Linked DNA regions of Mus musculus: region 1 is linked to region 2. The links are chromatin contacts, called in public promoter capture Hi-C maps. All regions are on one chromosome and are shown on one strand. The core of a region is the stretch at or near the end of the contact, and the rest is flanking DNA. Distances in the headings are between cores, read along the strand shown.

The links. Promoter capture Hi-C pulls out the DNA fragments that hold promoters and counts their contacts.
Region 1: a promoter capture Hi-C map of pre-B cells shows a contact between it and region 2, with 7 times the contacts expected there. The contact joins the promoter of Lrrc8d here to the enhancer-like site in region 2. A contact is called at or near these places in 7 of 39 promoter capture datasets (the C10 cell line, the HPC-7 cell line, HPC-7-derived erythroid cells and 3 more), 2 of 15 datasets of contacts at CTCF or cohesin (CD8 T cells and pro-B cells), 12 of 484 Hi-C or Micro-C datasets (B cells, CD4 T cells, the G1E-ER4 cell line and 8 more), 22 of 115 datasets of contacts at active chromatin or transcription factors (the 230-238 cell line, CD8 T cells, DN3 thymocytes and 16 more) and 4 of 9 other capture datasets (adipose tissue, embryonic stem cells, liver and 1 more).

The regions. Positions count from the first base shown.
Region 1 is chr5:105,694,726-105,701,363 of GRCm38.p6, reverse strand. Lrrc8d (leucine rich repeat containing 8D) reads right to left here and starts at 1,395. Exons shown (of 3, transcript NM_001122768.1): 1 at 1,110-1,395. It overlaps Gm42166, which reads left to right. Exons shown (of 2, transcript XM_017321263.2): 2 at 501-4,335. The coding sequence ends at 1,476.
Region 2 is chr5:105,488,149-105,494,886 of GRCm38.p6, reverse strand. It overlaps Lrrc8b (leucine rich repeat containing 8 family, member B), which reads right to left. Exons shown (of 5, transcript NM_001033550.3): 5 at 4,808-6,738. Among named protein-coding and RNA genes, the nearest start is that of Gm42141, 3.9 kb to the left of the region's middle. Within about 2 kb of position 3,281, at least 8 of the 459 cell types and tissues checked have an H3K27ac peak or open chromatin away from gene starts, as enhancers often do.

The DNA of each region.
Region 1 (6,638 bases), core at 146-2,645, 210 kb before region 2:
ACCAATACAAAATAAAAACTAAAAGAAAACTTTCAAAGTCACGGAGAAGGAAATTGTGGGAGGAAAGAAACCAAACAGGAGCCCCCAAAGTCTCAAGTCAGGGCTCCGGTTCGGCGAGGACGCCCAATACTTGGTCTCATCTCTTCGCCTTCTGCTCCCATTTCTTTACCCTGCTTTTTCTTTCCAGCAATCCTACCTCCCCACTCTCTGCCACGCACACCCCAGCTGCATGGGAACCGCGAGACCTTATACCCCAACCCTCTCCAGAGGGGACCTACCTCTCCTCCCCTCGACCCGAAGCAGTTCTCCTTCACTGCGGATGGCTTAAAAAAAAAAATCAAAGAACAACAACAAAAAAATCTCATTTCCTTATCTGTTAGGGATACCCCACATAAAGGGGGACAGAGACAGAGTGTCCCCCATCGACCCTCCAGTAACTGGAGGTGACAGTCCTCTGGGAAGGCACCCCAGTTCTCCTCTTTTTCAAGCCCCTAAACCAGAATCAAGCAGAAGTCCCGTTCCCAAGAGCCCACGCTTCCAAACAAGCTAGAAGCGGATTATACCGGTACCCAACCCGGAGATGGCCCGCGGCGCGCAGGGTGCACCTGCGGCCCCAGTGCCCTCCCCCCGGGCGCGGAGGGCGGGGCGCAGGGCTCCCCTCCCTTCCCCGCCCCAACCCGCGAGCACCCCGAGTGGCCCACCCGGAGCGGGACGGAGGCGGATGGGGAAGCGTTTCTGCAGAAGTTCAAGGGCTCCTCTCGCCGGCTCCGGGCCAACCAGGCCAGACACCAGACACCCACCTCCTGGAGGACTCGGAGCCACCGCGATAGGCAATCTCCGCCCCTGCGTTCGCGCGCACGGAGGCCGAGGCGGGAGCGCGGCAGCCGGCACCCGGCCCGCGCAGGGCCCAAAGCGAAACAATGTCCCAGCACGGGGTGGGGGGGCTTGGTCGCACTCCCCGCCCCAGGGTCCCGAAGCCCTCCGGAGTTCCCGATCGCAGCCCCGGGAGCAGCCGTGCTCCCCCGCGGCGCCGAGAGGCCGGACGTCTGCGCGCCCCGGGGCCGCTCCACCTGCGCCCTCCCGGCCAGGGTGGACCGACGCGCACCCACCTTCGCGGGCAGCCCGGGCCGCGCGTGCGGGAGCTTAGGCGGAGGCGGGAGGCGGCGGCATCACCTGCGGCGGGCGGCGGCTGCACCGGGACGCGCCCCGGAGGCGCGCGGCGCCCTGGACCCTGAGTCCGCGGCCCCGCCCGCGGCTGCCACCTCTAAGCGCGGCGGAGGAGCCGGGGCACCCCGGGCGGCGGCAGCGGCGGCGACGGGAGCAGCAGCACATGACTCTGTAACGAGGGGAATTAGACAAAGCGTAACATGGACTCCAGGCCCGTGCAGGCGCCGCAGCTCTGGGACCAACCGCAGCCTGCGAGCGCCGCGACTGGCCGGGTCGCAGCCAATGGGGCGGGCCCGGGCCTCCATGTGATTGCCTGCTCTGGGCCCGCGCACCCCGCCGCGCCTGCCTAGGGGGTCGGTCCGGCTGACCCGAGGGGCTGGGTGGCCGGGAGGTGACCGGGATTCTGGGCTGGCTGCTTGAAGCTCAGCAGGTGCACGAGGCGGAGAAGAATGGCCGCCGAACGTCGCCGGAGGCGCAGAGCTTATCTCTTTCAAGCGCACCTGGGCAGGGCATGGTGCCAGGCTGTCTGTTCCCTTGAAGCAACCGGGCTGGGCCGGGAAGCTTCGTCTGTGTTGCAGTTTCAGGAGGCTGTTCTGACCACTAAAAGCTGATCGTTGAGATTGGGAGAACGGGTGCGGGGTAGGCATTAAAAAGTCATCCAGTGCCTTCCAACTGGGAAAAAGCAATTACCTGGGATTCAGGGCTCGTGCACCTAACTTAATGTCTGCGCAAACAGATTTCTCTGCTAACAATGCCTTATCTCGTACGTTTTATTTTCAGCTGAATCGGGACCTCCCTGGTCCCAGTCGTTTAAGCCAAAAACGTCGTGCGTACGAAACAGGCACTTGGGAAGTTGTTCTAAAAAAAGTTTCCCAACTCGATAGCTTTCCGGTGTGTTTTTGTTGCCGTGCGGGTGAAGTTTCCTTAGTGTTCTTTTTTTTTTTTTTTCCTCTGTGGAGAGATGAGGGCCAGGACACCAAGTCAGTCAGGGTAATTATTTTAGTTCAATCAAAACAAACGATTCCTCCCCATACTTCAGTATCTCCTTTCATCTGAAACCTCACGCTTCTGGGAACTCATGCCCAAAAAGATGCCCTCCAGATTCATTTATCATCCAACGCTCTTAAAGAAGGCCAGGATCCTACAGAGAGAGGCAAAAAGGAAAATGTTTTTCTGGGCTCCCAGATGGTGACAGTGGCCCCTAAAAGGTAGAAGTAGGCCGCCCAGACATGGAAGAAGAGGCCAGGCCTTGAGGGCCAACACCCTCCCGCTGAGCAGCCCCAGGCAGTTTTAGATGGAACCTCAGCCTTTTGTTTGCTTCCCGGACCCTCCCGGACTGCAGCCTCTCCAATTCCCTACACCCTGCCAAGGAGGAAGTGCGTGGGCAGCCAGTGTGTGGCAGGTGATGTAATTACAGCCCTGGGTTTGCTGATCTAGGAGGTTAGAGGTTTTCATGCTCCTGACAACTAATGGTGGGACGGCTGGATGAAAAATGTCCTGCTGTTAAAATCAGTTTAGAAAAGTTTCTCCCTTTGCAGAACCACCACTTGCTTTTTCTATCATCTTTTTTTTTTTTCAAGCTGATTCTAGAGGTTTGTGGTTTTTTTATGGTTTTATTATTGGTATAAATTAAAAGGTAGGCCAGGCAGTGGTGGCTCACACCTTTAATCCCAGCATTTGTGAGGCAGAGGCAGGCGGATTTCTTGAGATCGAGGCCAGCTTGGTCTACAGAGTGAGTTCCAGGGCAGCCAGGGCTATACAGAGAAACCCTCTCTCGAAAAACCAACCAAACAAAATCTCAGCACTAGACTGGAGTCAGGAGAAGGATCAAGATTACCCTCAGCTACATAACCAGTTTGAGGCCAGCATGGGTGACATGAGGTCCTGTTTCAAAAAACACTCTCACCCAAGCCCCCCAACCCCCTCCAAATATTGGTATAAATAGAGAAAGCAAAGAACTGATCAGCCAGCCTGTGTGCACACCACAGAGAGAGAACACATTGTCACATGCTGAATGTGAGATCAAGTTTGACAAATTCTTCTGAAATACAATTTGGAAATTGTGTTTTCTTTTTGAGACCAGGTCCCCTGAAGGCCAGGCTGACCTTGAACTCCTGATTTCACCTCCAGCTCTTGCTGAAGTTGCAGGAAAGTGAGTCACCATGCCCAGCCAAAACGTGAGGAAAAAAAAAAGATTTAAAGATTGATATTTAATTATGTGCGTTGTGCAGTCTGTGTGTACTTTTACACAAGTGAAGCAAATGCCCCTGGAGGCCCGAGCTGTGAGCTGCCTGGTGTAGGTGCTGGGAATCAAACTCTGGTCCTCTGTGAGCAGGCACTGAGCCATCTCCTCAGACCCTCAATGTGGACACTTTTTGTTTTTTTTATGGTTTTTTTAGTTTTATTTATTATATCTAAGTACACTGTAACTGTCTTCAGATGCACCGGAAGAGGGCATCAGATGGTTATGAGCCACCATGTGGTTGCTGGGATTTGAACTCATGACCTGTAGAAGAGCAGTCAGTGCTCTTAGCCACTGAACCATCTCTCCAGCCCCATGTTTTTTGTTGTGTTTGAGACAGGTTAAACAGCACTGCCTGTCCTGGAATTCACAGAGATCTGCCTATCTCTGCCTCCCAGCTGCTGGGATTAACTTCATGTGAACATTTTTGAATGCACAACTCCACATCTAGGAATTTTTGCTTTCAGTACATATATGCAAAAGTTATATGTGTGAAAAGTATTTAACACGTGGCACCTGGAGACACAGCTTAATTGGTAGAGTGTTTAACTAGCATGCAGGAAGTTTGGGACTTGATCTCAAATACACAGTACTCCAGGTATGGTGGCACATGCCTGTACTTCTAGCATTTGTGTGGCAGAAAACTGGAGAATCAGAAATAGGAGGTCATTCTTGGCTATGCAACAAATTTGATGAAAGCCTAGGATACATGCAACATTGTCTCAGAGAGAGACTGTATAGTCATCATAAGCCTGCTGCTCCATGCACATCTTCCCCCTGTGTTTTAATTATAATTTGTCCTTACCTATACTATAGTATGCCTGCAGACTCTCAGTCCTACTGACCTTCTAACCAGAAAGGTGTCCTGCTCCTTAGAGGTGAGATTTTTACATTATTTTTCCATTATCAAGTAAAAAAAAAAAAAAACCTAACATGATAGGCCATAGACATACTAATGATCTATAAGCATATCTTTTTAATGTATGTGGAAATCAAACTTTACAGATTTGTCCCAGATATGCTGGAAAAACAACACCCCCACCCCCCCCCCGCCCCCGGGGAAAAAGGGCCGAATCTGGTTACACTTGGGTGTTCAGATGTAAACAGCATAGACCATGGCAGGAATGTGATTTATGACAGTGAGAAAATGTGTGGAAGGGCTTAGCCAGGAACCTAGAACATAGGTGTCATCTAGTATACATATTTCTACATAGCAGAAGTATGACAAAATGTCTGCCCTGTTGTGAGTCTTCTTACAGCACTGCTAATGTGCGAAGGAAACCACCGTGCAGACATAGAGATGCTACCATCACGCACTGTGAGCTTAGCCTCAGCCAATGGTAAAGCAAGACCTCATCCGGAGTGCCTGAGGTGGTTGCAGGTAGCCCATGCCGACCTGGAACTTCCGATGTAGCCAACGGTGGCCTTCGTCTTTTGATCCTCCCATACAAGTCTCCCTAGTGGCAGGACAGAAGGTCAGTGCCACCACTCCTTGCTTTATCTCCGCCTCTACTTGTTTGAGGTGGTTCTTCTTTCTTCTTATCTTCTCTTTAAGTGGATTTAAGCATCTCACTTCTTAGGTTTATATAAATAAACCCTTAGCCTTGCAGTAGGTGGCAAATCCGCTCCCATCTTCACAGCTGAGGACGGTTCAGAGATGGAGGCCAGAGTATGACGGGCGGAAAGGAAGCGGGCCTGGGTGGACCATGTTGGGTAACTTCCTATGATGTAACACGTTGCCAGACTGCTATAGTTAGAAAGAGTGTGTTGAAATTGAAACCAGAAAGACTAAGACATGTGTCTTAGCCAGAGAGAATGAGAAGTGGATTTGCACCCTTCTCAGAGGGATTCCAAGATTGGCAGGTTTCAGCCAGCCTATCAAGGTAAGCAGGCACTTTTTCTTTTCTTTTTTCTTTCATTTTGTTTTGTTTTGTTTTGTTTTTCGAGACATGGTTTCTCTGTGTAGCCCTGGCTGTTCTGGAACTCACTTTGTAGACCAGGCTGGCCTCGAACTCAGAAATCTGCCTGCCTCTGCCTCCCGAGTGCTGGGATTAAAGGCATGTGCCACCACGCCCGGCTCAAGCAGGCACTTTTTAAAAAAGATTTATTTATTATGTATACAGTATTTTGCCTTCACATATGCATGCCTGTGGATCAGAAGAGGGCACCAGATCTCATTATAGTTGGTCATGAGCCACCATGTGGTTGCTGGAAATTGGAAATTGAACTCAGGACCTCTGGAAGAGTAGCCATTGCTCTTAACCTCTGAGCCATCACTCCAGCCCAAACAGGCACTTCTTAAATTGTAGCCCAGAAGTAAATATACCATTTCAATAAATTAACGGGAAAACAACAAATCAAAAAACAACAAGTTCAGACACCTGCAGATCTGTCCATGCAGGCTCTGACTTCCTGCCTGCTACAATCCTAGCTAAAAAAAAAAAAAAAAAAAAAAAAAAAATGGTGGAGTGGTGGCAGAACTGGAGTGGAGAGGGGAAAAAGAGCAGAAAGGTGATCCTGGTCACAGATGTCCCCTGAGACTGGGTGGGATGTAGGGCAAGAGACTAGAGGGGCTTTCAGTAAGAATGGGCACTTGTGGGGCTGGTGAGATGGCTCAGTGGGTAAGAGCACCTGACTGCTCTTCCGAAGGTCCAGAGTTCAAATCCCAGCAACCACATGGTGGCTCACAACCATTTGTAATGAGATCTGACTCCCTCTTCTGGTGTGTCTGAAGACAGCTACAGTGTACTTACATATAATAAATAAATAAATCTAAAAAAAAAAAAAGAGTGGGCACTTGTGCATCAGTTCAGGGCATAAAAATTTTCCTCATGACATCCTCTACCCATTTCTCTTCTCGAATTTGCATCTGAATGCCTCAAGAGATTCTTTGTACCCAATCCTACCCATTTTTCTCTTGATTTTTTTTTCCCTGAAACTAGCGCAAACTTAAATGACCAGAACCTCGCATTTGGTTTCCCTTCAGAGCCTGTTCCTCCTCTGGGCTTTCTTACACTTCTCCTCAGTAAATGGTAAGTCGGCCCTCGGTGCTGCATGGACTGGATGCTCTGAAGGCATTCTTGACATTTTCTCTCACTGATATCTAAAGAGTCAGGAAATCTGTTAGTTCTTGTCATGGCTTGAATATGAAGAGTTCCACACAGGCTCATGCACTGAGGCCGTGGTCTGCAGCTGGTGACATTCTTCTGGGAGGCTTGTGGGGACTTTA
Region 2 (6,738 bases), core at 2,032-4,531:
CTCATCAACCCACCCACTCCCCCTTCCCTGTCCTGGCACCCCCGCCTCCCCTTGCTCACCAACCCACCTTCCCTGTCCTGGCAAGGGCCGCTTTCTTTATCTTCCAGCAAGAAAAGAGTTTGTGTGACTGAGGACTGCGGTCCCTGGGTGTGAGCAAACCTTGGAGACGTCTGAGATACTTGATATGTGGTGGCCTCACATGCTACATGCCTCAAGCAATTTGAAGAACACAGGGAAAACCAAGAGATCAAGGAAGGCCACTGGAGGCTGCAGGGCTGTGGGGCCGAGGGTGTGAGAGCTTGGGTCCCCCTTTCTCTGTGCTTAACAGTGTAGTCAGCCAGAGGCAAAGCTAGGGCCACAGCTTCTAATCTGGAACACAGAATGAATTCAATACGCTCAGCGAAACTCATCCCTTCTTCTCCTCCTCCTCAGGCTCCAAGGAGCTAAGTCGACAGCAGAGGGTGGTGTAGCAGAACTGTGTGAGGAATTCATTTTGCAAGTCTGAGATGCCTGCCAGCCAGCATTTTCCTACAATAAGTCAGTTTGCAGGGACTAAATCTGCAACTTCGTCCCCAATAAAACAGAAACTGGGAGCTTCCTTAGCAACTGGAAGCAAGACCACAGTGTTAACAACTCTTCAATAGACAGGGGCCCTAGGCTACACAGCCCAGTGGAACTCACCATTCCTCTGAGAGCAGGAATATGCAAAGCTTTAGGTTAAGCCTCCAAAATAAAAGCTATGTATGCTTCAGCATATGCAGTTTTAAAACAGTCATTTGGATGACATACTTATACCAAAATGTGTTTAAAATTTGTGTGTATACTGGCATGTACTTGCATACCAAGTATTTTCCAGAACATTCATGTATAACCTTCATATTAGAAAGGGCATTACAGTGCTCAAACCCCCAAAACTTCTTAGAGGTGTGACCTTGGCAGTGTTAGAGTATATAAAAGGTATTGATTTGGTGGAAAATTTGGTCTCTAGCTTAAAACCCAGCTGTGCTATTGACTTTCTGTATAATCTAACATACAGTCCAATATGGCACTCACTTTGCTGGGATGAATTTTTCACCTGTTAAATGGAATTCCTGCCTACTTACACTTTAAGCATCAGCGGCGTTCATGATGCTCCTGGGAGATGCCCTGGATATTCTCAGTGATGGTAGCCACTGCAGATGCCTTTGAGAGCTGGGTTGCTTATGAGTGAAGTGGGGACAGGTCCTAAGTCAGCAATGCCCCAGGCACAGGAAGGTGTGTTTGTAACTGAAAGGGGTGCAGCTTGTTGGGGAACACGCTGGGCCTGGTGAGGCAGGAAATGTGGCTGCTGATCTGGGCTCTTCCAGACACAAGGCTTTGGCTAAGTGCATGCTTGTCAGTTGTACTCAGCGTGTGCGTGTGTCTGTGTGTCTGTGTGTCTGTGTGTGCAACACTGCTTCTTCCATCGGCAGGAGGATTGTGATCTCGCTCAAACCTCTGACCTTCTCTTGGGAATCTCTCTATGGTGCTTTCTTGGTGGCGAGTTCTATATCTGCAGAGCTAGATTAAAGGGTAACTCACCGTCTCAGAAGACAGAAACTAGAGTATAGAATTGGAAGAAACATGGAGCTTTCCCCTTGCACAGAGCAGCTGCCCACAAAAGGCTCAGCCCACTGTGAAAAGACTACTTTGATTGGCAACTTCTGGCTTTCACAGGCTCTGAGGCCTCTATGCACTATGGCCATACCTAAGATGGGCAAACAAACACCTCCTTTCACACAGGTGGCATCTGATACCCCCTGGTGGTGCAGTTGAGTAACTCTGGGAGAGAAGCCTTTCTATTTTGCTCTTAAACACCTGCGAGGCTTTTCAAGAGCGAAATCGCCTTTTAATTAGTGGCCTGCTAACTCCTGTTGAGAAGGAAGCCTTTGTGGCCAAGAACGAGGCACCGTGTGCCAGGCCAAGCCGAACTAGACGTTAGCACTTTTGGACAGTTGCCTAGGGTTGCTAATCTGCAAAAGGGCTGAATGTCATTAGAATAATTGGGGATATGGGGCCAGTTAACTCCAGCTTTCAACTGCAGTTCTGTAGGTTAACAGATTAAAAAAAAAGGAAATTGGCTCGGATCCCATTCCAAATACTGAGTAAACTCTATTCTTTCAGATTTTAAAGTGTGGCAGGAAACTACCTTCCAGGAAGAGAGGCTGGTGAAAATATTAATCTTGCTAAGATAAAGCAATGTGTCCTCTTTGGACCAGTGTCTACTTAATGTTCTTGTAGATGGGATTCAGGCATGGGTCAAGATATGTAAGCTTGGAACACGGGCTGGGTGAGGCTGATCAGTGGTGGGTGTCCAGGGGAAGAGAGATGTTATTGGAAGGAATGGGATCTGGGAAGGGAGGTGGCTGGGACAAGAAGGTGAAGTGCTTGGAGGAGAGGTGTCCCCACGGGCAAGAGGTTGTCTCAACAGTTGGGAGTGGAGGACACAAAGCTCAGCTGGGAGATTTCTTTCCCCCTAGACCTCCAAATCCCCACTGGCTTCTTGGTTCCTACTGCAGAATCATATTTGAGAGGGCAGTGGACATCAAAGCCTGTGAATTTTATTCGGAGTAAACCAGTTTCCCCACCTCTTTACCAAATCTATGCTGGCTATTCAAACCATGTCTCTTTTCCTCTTCTTTTAACTGGGCATCCAATTCTTCACGACCGGGGGCTCACACCTAGTCTTGTCCCAGTGCCAGGAAGCACCGTGTGGCACATTCTTTATGCATCTCACATGAGATGGAGTGATTGAGTCTGAGGCCAGGGCAAGGGAAACTAAATTGGTTTAAGGTCCACACCAGGCACAAGAGAGTGGACTCCCAAAGCAGTCTTTCTTTGGTTCAGGCTGTTTTATAACCTTGTAGGCTATTTTACATGTGTGGTGTTGGGGCCCTTATTCCGGGGGTGAGAAGCTTGGCTGAGAGAATTGTACATATTGTCAAATCATAGGGAAACATTTCCCCTGTGCTCACAGATGCCCCTTTAACTGACAACTTCCGGACGAGAAATTACCAGGAGGGTTTAGAATGTGGGGCAATGGAGTGCTGGCGAGAAGTTTGTCAGTAAAGTGTAGTGAGGGAGTGGGGAGGCCTGGGAGATTTGGGGTTCAAGGGAAGTGGGGAGTCTGTTTTCTCTGTTAGGTCAGGTAATATGAATAACATGTTCCCCCCCAGTGAAGAACCTGGAGCTACACTGACTATGCAGAGAGCTTCCAACATGCTCTCATCTCAGCAGCAGAGGGAGGTAGAGAGTAAAAAATGAAATGGTGTGTGTGGACCCCTCTGATGGGCACCGCCACAAGGCTGCATGACTGAAGCATTAACTGAGAGTCTCGGCACAGTGCAGGGTTGTGTGTCAGAAGACAGAAAAGCTTGTTAGGCAAGGGTTGAGGAGACAGCACAGGGTCGAGGGGGACTAAATTCTTAAATAGTTCACACTGAAAATGGCTATTCTTCTGATCCTTTTTTGGCTTGCGGCTACTTGGGAGGACCAGGGACTAGGGGCCACCAAGTGGGAACAGATTCGAGGGAAGAAAGCAAAAACTGAACAAGTGCTGCAGCCCCAGAGCAGCCCACACTGCCTCCCTTCCTCCATCAAGCCCCTCACCACATTCGTGAGGTGAGGTTAGACCAAAAAGGCAAACCCTGCCCTGAAGAAAGCCCAGGAACTACAGGCTTTCGTGGGCCGCTGCAGGCTTTCGTGGGCTGCTGCAGGCTTTCGTGGGCCGCTGTAGGCTTTCGTGGGCCGCTGCAGGCTTTCGTGGGCTGCTGCAGGCTTTCGTGGGCTGCTGGCCTTGATTCACCTACGCACTTCCCAGAAGGCTGGGGAAGCCTGTGGCAACTGTGACTGCTGTTCTAAACTGTTTTCCATTCCTACAGACCTAGAGGAGCCTACAGGCCAGAGGCAGTCTACAATCCAGACCAGTTTCCTTTGTACTCTGTTTCAAGATTCCCAAGATTCATTCCCACAGAGTGAGCCCCGGTGCCCACTGGGGCTCTGGTATGTGTGGATGCTCTTGTGTAACAGAGTGAGCAAAGGGTTGTGCTTGTGTTTTTGTGTTCACGTGTGTGACTGAAGGCGCTCACACAACAGCTTGTGTGTGAAGGGTAGAGGACCTCTGGTGTTGGTGGCCCTTGAGCTTCTGGGCATTCTCCTGCCTCCACCTTTCATCTAGCTGTAGGAACATGGGATTACAGATGCGGATCAACACGTCCAACTTCATATGGATGTTTGGGAACCCACGCTTGGGTCCTCATGTGTTCATGGCGAGTGCTTTACCTGATTAGGAAGTTCCAAACATCAAATTATCACATGTGCATTTTGCATGGTAATTCTGTTTTCTCTCCCATCGATAAGCCTGTTGAGAGGTGTCTGCTTTGGAGTTCCTTGGATCTCATTTACCTGGTACACTGCTCAGGCGCTGCTATTAACAGCACATGGACAGGTGCCAAGAAGGGGGGGGTGGGCAGAGCTGGCTTTTGAGCATCTAAACCTGAGACTCTCGGAGGAAATGTGGGGGCAGTATGGATTGAATAGCCATCAGAGATTTGGCACAGAATTCTCCTTCACCAAACCCTTGCATATGCCAATGCAGGCCACTCTCAGTCCAGGACACACTGCTCTGTGGCATGGCTGCATATTCACAAAACCCAGCGAGCGATTCAGAGTTATGTGCAGGCATGAGAATACACCATGTTATTAAATGACAGTACAGCTGTGTGAGAATCGAGAGATGGCAGTTGGTGTTGGAAGCTGAGCAGAAAGAACAAGGCAAAAACAAGGCCAATCAGATTCTAGTGATTCATCTTATTTGCCATTTATTATAAAAATGTAATCTTTTTACATAAAAGATGCTTTAAAAACAGCAAAATTTACCCAAATCTACCAAATGTAGGGATTTGAATCCAGGGGCCAAAAACATGGAACATAATCATACATTTTCTAGTAGTTAATTCCAGATACACATTTCCAAGTATATGGTAAAAGGTAAAAGGGCAAATGCCGGCCTCCACTGGGAGCTAACAAAACTAAGTATCTCCGCCCAAGATCGGGTCATCCTTTTACTTAGCATGAAACTTAGAACTTTAAGTCTTACTGTACAGTGTGAATATAAAGACAGACAGACAACAGAGATGAGTGCAGACACATCCATTCTAACCCTACACCTTTCTGTATTTAAAAAATTGCACCATGTCTGTTAGAAATAACGAACATGCAGAAGGCATTCATAATTGTTTTTTTCTCAGCTATGGTGTATTTTGTGATAAATTCAAAACTTAAATATAAAATTAAGTTCAATTAGAAGCTATCTCAGCTCAATACTCTGACTCATATAATCTGTTAATACTTCAGTGTTTATGAAATTGTTCATGAAATTGTTTAAAAAAAAGGTTTAGAGAATGCAGTTTATGAAGTCCATTGCAAAAGGTACATAGCAGACACTTGTCACTGGATATAGACACCATGGACAAGAGACAGAAAGGGTCCCCTGATTTAGCACAGCACACAGGTACACACCAGACACTATTACACACAGGACACTCTGCAGCAGTTGTTTGTTTACACTGTCTAAATATATATATATATATTTTTTCATTCAGGATGCAAAATAAGTCTTCCTTCCTCTCTCTAATTAGTCTCTCTTATTTTTCATTCTATAATGCAATATGCGGTTAATGAGAACAGAGACCAGAAGCTGGATTCTTATAAACAGGGATGATCAAGCACAGGCATCGCTGCCAATTCTGCACAAAGAGACTGCGACTGTACAGTGTCCATCAGATTCAGTGAGGTGGGTGAGGACAAAACAGTGTGCGGATGGACCAGTGCCACGTGACTGCAGAGATGGAAGGATTTCCTGAAAAATGTAAGGAAACAGTGACAACTCCACAGAGTAAGTGTTGGCCATTTTCATGAACCCATCAATATCATGTGCTGTTTTAATTAAACATGGTATCAGAATTATGAAACACGAGCAGAACCATTTCATCATCAAAGAATAATGTCATGTGCATAAACCACTTTAGCACACTGCAGCACACAAATTAGAGCTTGCCATTATCACTGAGAACCCAACAATTTCACGTACCCTGATTCAACCTGTTTATTATTAACAGAAATATGCTAACACACAGAAGGTTAAAATAAAATTTCAGTATAATTATGCTGCAGAAATCCACCCTGATGTAGATGAGGGGAAAACTCTGCCCTTGTGGGAACACATGGTATCTTCTTAAACTAAAGTTGATTTTATAGAAACTGAATACTTCGTGATTAAAAATAATGAATTAAAAAAGTTGCTATCCTCAGACTAACCTATAACCTCCTGCAATTTTCAGAAAAACATTGAAAACTGAAATTTGCAAAACTGAAGCTATACATCTTTCTCTGTACTTGTATGTGTGTATGCAAATTAGCCCATATTATTTTAGTATAGGCCAAAGTTTTGTTTTTGAGCCTCTACATTTGGTTTTTGGAAAGAATATTTTTACCATGAGACTTTAATCTCATGATAATTTGTAAGACTACTTTCTTCAGTAAGGTGGCGATCAACACTTAGGTTAGTAAAGCCAGTGCTAACACAGATCTCTGTCAGGTGGGAAATGTGTTGTCCATTGTCTTTGTGTTAGATTGAAAAGCTACCTCAACATTGATGCATCAGTGTTAAATACAAGAGACACTATAAGACTGTTGTATCAAGAGCAATATGGTTTCCAC